2 separate regions of the Sus scrofa genome follow, and region 2 is linked to region 1. A link is a contact called in public HiChIP or PLAC-seq data. All regions are on one chromosome and are shown on one strand. The core of a region is the stretch at or near the end of the contact, and the rest is flanking DNA. Distances in the headings are between cores, read along the strand shown. Region 1 holds the start of DHRS7B (dehydrogenase/reductase SDR family member 7B). Region 2 holds the start of NATD1 (protein NATD1).

Region 1 (3,602 bases), core at 874-3,373:
GGAACGAATCTGGCTGGCAGCCCAAGCCCATGCAGACACCTTACATACTCAAGACCCCACTAACGATCCAGTAAACTCTACTGTCCTTCATGTGGAGCCTAATTGGAACGAGCAGGTAGACTCCCCAGACACAGGAGAGGCCACTTTATCTCTTGCCTAATAGAAGGGATATGGACGTCCTCATTAAAAATAGTTAATTATGGGAAGTTCCCATTGTGGCTCAGTGGTAACGAGCCCAACTAGTATCCATGAGAATGTGGGTTTGGGCCCTGGCCTCACTCAGTGGGTTCAGGATCCGGCATTGTGGTGAGCTGTGGTGTAGGTTGCAGACGCAGCTTGGATCTCATGTTGCTGTTGCTGTGGAGTAGGCCAACAGCTGTACTCCGATTCGACCCCTAGCCAAGGAACTTCCCTATGCCTTGACTGCAAGACTAAAAAGGAAAAAAAAAAAAAAAAAGTTAATTATGATAAAATCAGAGGAGTAATACAAGAACCCCCCCAACATCCAGCCCTTTTATGTCCAGGCTTACAGAGTCTATTCCTAGGTATACTACCCTAAATATAGGCAGTAAAAATAAATAAATAAAATAAATAAATAAATAAATAAATAGGGAAAGAAGTCTTTTCCAAACCCTCATCCTCGTGGTTACCAGTCAGGTTCATTACCAATGAGCCACAATGGGAACTCCTCTATCTACCACTTCTCTAGAAACTGACTTCCTCTTTGTTTTCCCCACACACAGGCTGAAAGAAGAAAAACACACGTCTTTGTAATTCCACTAAGAAGAGCAAATTTTGGGGGGTATTGGCCATGCATGTAGCAGCTCGAAGTTCCCAGGCCAGGGACAGAAACTGCGCCACAGCAGCAACCCAATCTGCTGCAGTGACGACGCTGCATCCTTAACCCATTGCACCACAAGAGAACTCTGAGAAGTATCATGTTCAAGAAACATACGTGTATATGACGCCCAAAAGTTATTTTAAAAATAAATTGTCAGGAGTTCCCGTTGTGGTTCAGTGTTTAGCAAATCCGATTAGGAACCATGAGGTTGCGGGTTCAATCCCTGGCCTTGCTCAGTGGGTTAAGGATCTGGGGTTGCTGTGAGCTGTGGTGTAGGTTGCCGACGCAGCTCGGATCCCGCATTGCTGTGGCTCTGGTGTAGGCTGGTGGCTACAGCTCTGATTCGACCCTGAGCCTAGGAACCTCCATATGCCTCGGGAGCGGCCCTAGAAAAGGCAAAAAAAGAAAATAATAATAAAAACTGCTAGGAGTTCCCCGGCGGCCTAGCGTTTAAGGACCCGGGGTTGTCACTGCTGTGGCGCAGTGACAGGATGGGATCCTGGGCCTGGGAACTTCTGGCATGCCTCGGCGCGGCTGAAAAGCTAACAAACAAAAAAGTAGCTAGTCAACTGTCAAATCACTGTAGGAAAGGGAACTGAAGAAAGGCTCTATGGGTAGGACCATTTGTTGACTACCTATTCTGTGCCACACGCTAGCTGAGTATGGTCCACGCGCCACGCGCAATCTCATTACGCGTCACGACAGCCTCAGGAGTGGACGCATCATTCCCAAAGTTACAGTTCAGGACGCAAGCCCAAGCAGCACAGCTCGGGAAGTGGCAGAGCCAGGGCGGGAGGAGTAAGAGATCCACAGTGGCTACCCCTGCCCTGCTTCCGAAAAGAGAGTACCTGCTTCCCTAACTCTGAACCCTGACAGGTGCTGCCAGCCTGCACGGGGCGGGGCTGACACGCACCGAGGAGAGTCGGGGAAACTGGGTCCACCGCCTGCCTACACCCACTTGCAGCGGCGCAAACCGAGGCTCACAGCTCAGCGAAGGAGCAGCTCCCCAACCAGAAAACGCCAAGCCGGACTCCGGAGCAAGGGCCCGAGCTGGGCCCACCGAGGAAGGCTCTCTGGGCTTCGGCCTCTCCACCGCTTCTCTACGCTCAGCACGCGAGATGCGCTCGAGCCGGACTCGCCGCGCCGCTGGCCACGGCGGTGTCTCCGACAGCCTTACCTGGTAGCTGCGGAGACCATGGCGAGTCAGCTCCATCGTCCCGCCTCGCCCGTGACGTATTTTCCCTTCGCCCAGCCAGGCGGTTCCGTCCAATCCCAGCCCTGGGGGTGCGCATGCGCGTCGGGAGTACACACGCCCCGCCCTGTAAGGCGCAGGTAGCTAGGGCTGCGCGCTGAGGTTTGAGCAGCGTCCTCTCACGTCAGTGCTGCCCCTCAGTCTTCCGGGGAGAAATGGGGAACGTCGTCTCGGAGTTCCGCGAAGGGGAACTCGTGGGGGGTGCAGGTGACACCAAGATGGAGAATGTACTTTGCTTCATATAAAACTATAATTAAAGCCTGTGATATTGGCACAAAGGTGAATTAAAAGTCAGTGGGGAGTTCCCATTGCGGCTCAGTGCGTTAACAAGCCAACTAGTATCCATGAAGCCACGCTCAGGGGTTAAGGGTCCGGCGTCGTGCTTTGGCGTAGGTCACAGTCGCAGCTCCAATCTCATGTTGCTGTGGCTGTGGCCTTAAGCCGGCAGCTGCAGTTCCAATTGGCCCCTAGCCTGGGAACTTCCATGTGCCCGAGGTGCAGCCCTAAAACACAAACCTAAAGAAAGCTCTAGAAGAGTTTCCTGGAGGCTTAGCAGTTAAGGATCCAACGTTGTCACTGCTGTGGCTTAGGTAGCTGCTCTTGCTCAAGTGTGATCTCTGGCCCAGGAACTCCCACACGCTGTGGATGCAGCCAAAAAAAAAAAAATCAAAATGAAATCCGAAAATGTTCAAGTAACAGAAAGGTACGAAAAACTAAACTGAAAAACAGAAAGCAGAAAATAAAAAATGACACACTTAAACCATAACTTATTAATAATTACATTAAGGAGTTCCCTTGTGGCTTAATGAGTTAATAAGCATCTGGTGTCGTCACTTCTGTGACTGGTCACTGCTATGATGCAGGTTTGATCCCTGGTCTGGGAACTTCCACATGCCAAGGGTGCAGCCAAAAAGAAAAACAACAATTACAATACTAAAAGAAAAAAAAAGAGAGATTGGAAGAGTGGATAAAAATGATATAATTCAACTCATTTGCTGTGCAAAGACCCTGTTAGTGGGCTGCAAAAACTAACTACAGAGTAGTAGAAAATCTTTGAAAATCACTTATCTGAAAAAGGATTCATATCCAAATTACATAAAGAACTCAAAACTCAATAGTAGGAGTTCCCATTGTGGTGCAGCAGAAACAAACCCGACTAGAAACCATGAGGTTGTGGGTTCAATCCCTGGCCTCACTCAGTGGGTCAAGGATCCGGCGTTGTGGTGAGCTGTGTTGTAGGTCACAGATGCGGCTCAGATCTGGCACTGCTGTGGCTGTGGTGTAAGCCATCAGCTACAGCTCCGATTCAGCCCCTAGCCTGGGAATTTCCTTATGCTGCAGGTATGTCCCTAAAAAGACAAAAAAAAAAAAAAAAAAAAAAAAAGGCGACAATACCAAATGCTAGACAGGCTGCGGAGGAAGTGCGTTTCTCTTGCATTACTCGTGGGAATATAAAACAGTACAGACACTTTGGAAAACAATTTGACAGTTTCTAAAAACAAAACAACT
Region 2 (4,200 bases), core at 1,163-3,662, 56 kb before region 1:
AGGGGTCTAATTGGAGCTTTAGCCACCGGCCTACGCCATAGCCACAGCAACGCCAGATCCTCAACCCACTGAGCGAGGCCAGGGATCGAACCCACAACCTCATGGTTCCTAGTCGGAGTCGTTAACCACTGCGCCACAACAGGAACTACAGCTAACAGACATTTAAAAGTAGGAGTGCAAGAAGGGAGTCCTCACCAGGGAGGATCCTGGGCTCTTACGCTGACCTGGCCTGCACTTGGCCCTTCCAGGTGTCTCCCCTGGACCCAGGCTGGCTGGGAGCTTCCACGAGGGCTTTTCAGGGGAGGGGATGTTTCAGCAACAGCACGTTGCAAAGGCCCAGTGTGGGAAACAGCACGGCCAGTTAACAGAATTTCCAGAAACTTGTTCTGGCTCCCCACACCACTTAGGTTCCTTGGAAAGACAGAAGTCACCTGAGACACACACGCCAGGTGACATCTTGCTCAAGGTTGCAGCCAGCCCTGACTCAGCTCCGCAAGACCCCTTCTGAGCCCAGGAGCCCGCCCTGTCTCCTGTGTATGATGGCTCACTCCTCAGTCTTGTTTGGTTTCCAAACACACCTGGTTTTTGTTTGTTTGTTTGTTTGTTTTAATTAATTTATTTATTTGCCATTTCTAGGGCGGCTCCCACGGCATATGGAGTTTCCCAGGCTAGGAGTGGAATCGGAGCTATAGCCGCCGGCCTACACCACAGCCACAGCCACAGCCACGTGGGATCTGAGCCGTGTCTGCGACCCACACCACAGCTCACAGCAACGCCGGATCCTTAACCCACTGAGCAAGGCCAGGGATCGAACCTGCAACATCCCGGTTCCCAGTCGGATTCATTAACCACTGCGCCACAACGGGAACTCCCAAACACACTTGTTTTTTTAAAAAAAATCTGCTAGGCTAGTATATTCTCCAGAAATATGTCCAAACGAAGGACTCAAAACCAAACAATAAGAAGAACGGCAATAAAAAAAATGAACAGGCAAAATACTTACACAGGCACTTCGCAAAACTAGATAACGAAACAGTCAAGGAGGGGACACACAAGGTTTAACGCCATCAGCCTTCAGGCAAAGGCAAGTTAAAGCCAGAGCGCGACCACCTCATAACCGTCAGGGGAGCTAAAATCAAAAAGACTGATGACCCCAAGAATAACTCTCAAAACTGTTGGCAGGAGTGGAAAACGGACCAAGCTCTTCGGAGAAAGGTCTGGCAATGCCTCATAAAACTCACTGGTACAAGGCAGCCTCGCAGACGCATGTTCACGAATGTCCACCAAAGTTTTACTCCTAACAGTCAGAATCCAAAAACCACCCAAATGCCCATCAACAGTGGCCAGATAAACAAACGATGGAGGACGTTTCCAAGCTGCAAAGCAGGTTAAGGATCCAGCATTGCCACTGCTGTGGCATGGGTTTGAGCCCTGGCCCAGGAACTTCCACATGCCCCGGGTTCTGCCCAAAATGTAAATAAATCGTGGAATATGCACACAATGGAATATGATTCTGTGATGGAAAAGATACTCCCAACAACGTCTCCCAACAGCGTGAGTTAATCTCACAGAGAAAATGTTCAACAAAAGAAACTGGACCCTGAAAGCACACACTGCATCTGCTGGAGTATTTATTTACTGATTTATTTGCTGCGCCCACTGCATACAGAAGTTCCCAAGTCAGGGACTGAAACTCTCCACAGCAGCAACTTGAGCCGCTGCAGTGACAACGCTCGATCCTTAAGCCCCTGTGCCACCAGGGAACTCCTCTAGCTGCTTTTCACACGAGGTTCCAGGAAAAGCAAATTAGAGAAGGAGAGTGGTTAGCTCAAGGGGTGGGGTACTGACGGGAAAGGAGAACGCAGTGTTACTTATCTGGAGGTAGGCGGTGGTCACCAGGCAGTGACGTCATGCTTGCACCTGCATTAACAGACTAGTAAAAAGTCACCTGGAGTCATGCGACTCCGGGGGCAGCTTTTGGTGTGACAAGTGGAGAGGGGGCCAAAACTCCTTTCAGAAAAGAAGCCTGGGCTCCCACCTCTCGCAAGAACCTCGCGCTCTCGGGACTCAATTTCCCCCTCTGCGAGTGGATCCGGGGAGCTCGAGGCACTTCCCTCACTCCGTCCCTGGCGGAGAGGTGACATTTCACCCGACCCCGAGCGATAGTTCCGGGAGTAATCCCGACGCAGCGTGGTGTGACCCTCGCAGGTCTCTCACTGCCCCGGGCTACTGTCCTCTCGGTGAAAGGCAGTCAGGCGCACCTACTTCCCAGGGTCTCGGCGAGTCTCCAAGGAGCGCTTCCTGCAGCTTCCGGGGCTTGGCTGCGCTCGGGCACACAGCAAGCGCTTAATAAGCGGTGGCTGCGAGGGGATCGGCGGGAACTGCCCGGTAGGTCTTCACACCTTTTTGAGAAGCGGCCGCGGGGCTGGGGGGTGGCGGGGCGGGGGCCCCGTCTCAAGCGGCCCGGACGCCAGAGGCCCAAGGGCCCAGGCGCGGGGCTGGGAGCCGCGCGGCGCCTTTAAGAGCCGAACGGAATGTATCAAAACAGAGCGGCCGCGCGCCCACTGGCCGCGCGCCGCACGTGACCGCACAGCTGATTTCCTGCTCCCCCCTTTTTGTTGCTGCCGCCGCCGCCGCCGAGTGTCAGTTTCTGAGCCGCCGCCTGCGGTCGGCCTCCCGGTGCGGGTCCGCGCGCGCCTCCTGCAGAGCCGGCCCCCGGCCCCGCTGCGCTCCCCGGCCCGCCGCGCGCCCCCGGCCCGGGTCCGAGCGCCCATGGCGCAGTCGCCCGCCGCCGTGCCGCCGGGCGCGCCGGAGCAGGGCTGCCCCATCCGCGTGGAGCACGACCGTCGTCGCCGCCAGTTCACCGTCAGGCTCAACGGTAACGCGGGGCCCGCCGCCCCGCCTTTTGTCTGCGCGCGCGACCGCGGCGCGCGCTGCGAAGCCGGGGACGCACTCCTGGGCTTGGCGGGGGCGGGCTACCGGGAGAGGCGCGCCCACGCGGGGCAACCGGGGCGGGCAGGGCTCCGGGGAGGCGGAGGCAGGCGCCGGGAACCCCGCACCTGCTCCGCCCGGCTCTTTTCCGGGCTGCTGCCTGGGTCCTGGGAGCGGGTGGGCCGCGACCTTCCCCTTCCCCCGTGTTAAGTGGCTGCTGGCTGCCCCTGGGAACCTTAGCTTTTCTGCACCGAGGGGGTTGAAAGAATCCGCTGGGCGCACCCGAGGCGGACAGCGGGGCTTCTGCCCTGGAGGGAGGCAGGGGGGCGATGTCGCCATCAGACCCCAGCGGCTCTGAGACTTTGGCCAAGTTGCCTCATCTCTGTGCGCCCCAGCGTCTCCATGTCTACAGTGGGAATAACACCAGGGCACAACTACTGGCTGATTTTAAGGATGAGATGCCACAGTAGGAGGAAGGCTCAGAACAGTGCCTGGCGGCACAGAGTAAGTGCAGGTAAACACAGGCTGGTCATTGTTTTTTAAACCAGAAAGCAAAAATCTTCGTTTCCTGTAAAGAACGCTTCCATCCCCTACTAACTCACAGGCCCTCTGCCCAAGAGGTTTGGGGATGGAAAGTAGAAAGATAAAATGGAGAGCTGAACCCCCTTCTGCTTTAACGACTTTTTTCCCCTCCAAGCCAGGCCCCCTGTGCGTGGCAGTGTTCAAGCTGAAAGGGCTCTTCCAGGCCGCTGTACCCATTTCTGAGAAAAGAAGGGAGAGGCTTCCTGATGCCAGGCCGTGGACTGAGGCAGAGCGGGGACAGGGGCCCCGCTGGTCTGACTCCTGAACCTGGGCTCTTCCCACCTGCCTGTGGACAGGGTCTGGGCCCTGGAGCAGAGCCGCTGCTCAGACCCCTGTTTGGGCTGAGCTGTGCCCTGAGCCAGGCCCCGCACACCTCTGTTAGAACATCCGTATGATGTTGGCACCCCCTGCCCACATTCAGAGTAAACCCGGGCTGGGGCAACAGGGAAGGAGTGACGTGCCCAGCGTCACCAGTGCCAGGCCACGGGCCGGCAAGTCCTTCCACCCCTGGCGCTGACGGTGGCCCAGCGGGTCATGACACTCAGGGCCCTAGCTACCCTTGTGCAGAGGGGCCTCGTGGCCTTTCAGATCCTCTTTTCTGAGGCTCCAGAGGGGCCTGTGATTCCCTCGGGGGGCTCAGGGGGCCTTGCACACCCCCCGAGACAGAAGAAGAAGGGGATGTTTGGG

The links. HiChIP or PLAC-seq counts read pairs in DNA pulled down with a chosen protein or histone mark.
Region 2: a contact with region 1 is called in an H3K27ac HiChIP or PLAC-seq map of skeletal muscle. The contact joins the promoter of NATD1 here to the promoter of DHRS7B in region 1. A contact is called at or near these places in 5 of 47 Hi-C or Micro-C datasets (blood, fetal liver, fetal skeletal muscle and 2 more) and 2 of 2 datasets of contacts at active chromatin or transcription factors (alveolar macrophages and skeletal muscle).

Annotation. Positions count from the first base shown.
Region 1 is chr12:61,319,186-61,322,787 of Sscrofa11.1, reverse strand. DHRS7B (dehydrogenase/reductase SDR family member 7B) reads right to left here and starts at 2,123. Exons shown (of 7, transcript XM_021068046.1): 1 at 2,019-2,123. The coding sequence starts at 2,038.
Region 2 is chr12:61,375,247-61,379,446 of Sscrofa11.1, reverse strand. NATD1 (protein NATD1) reads left to right here and starts at 2,412. Exons shown (of 3, transcript XM_021068053.1): 1 at 2,412-2,878. The coding sequence starts at 2,773.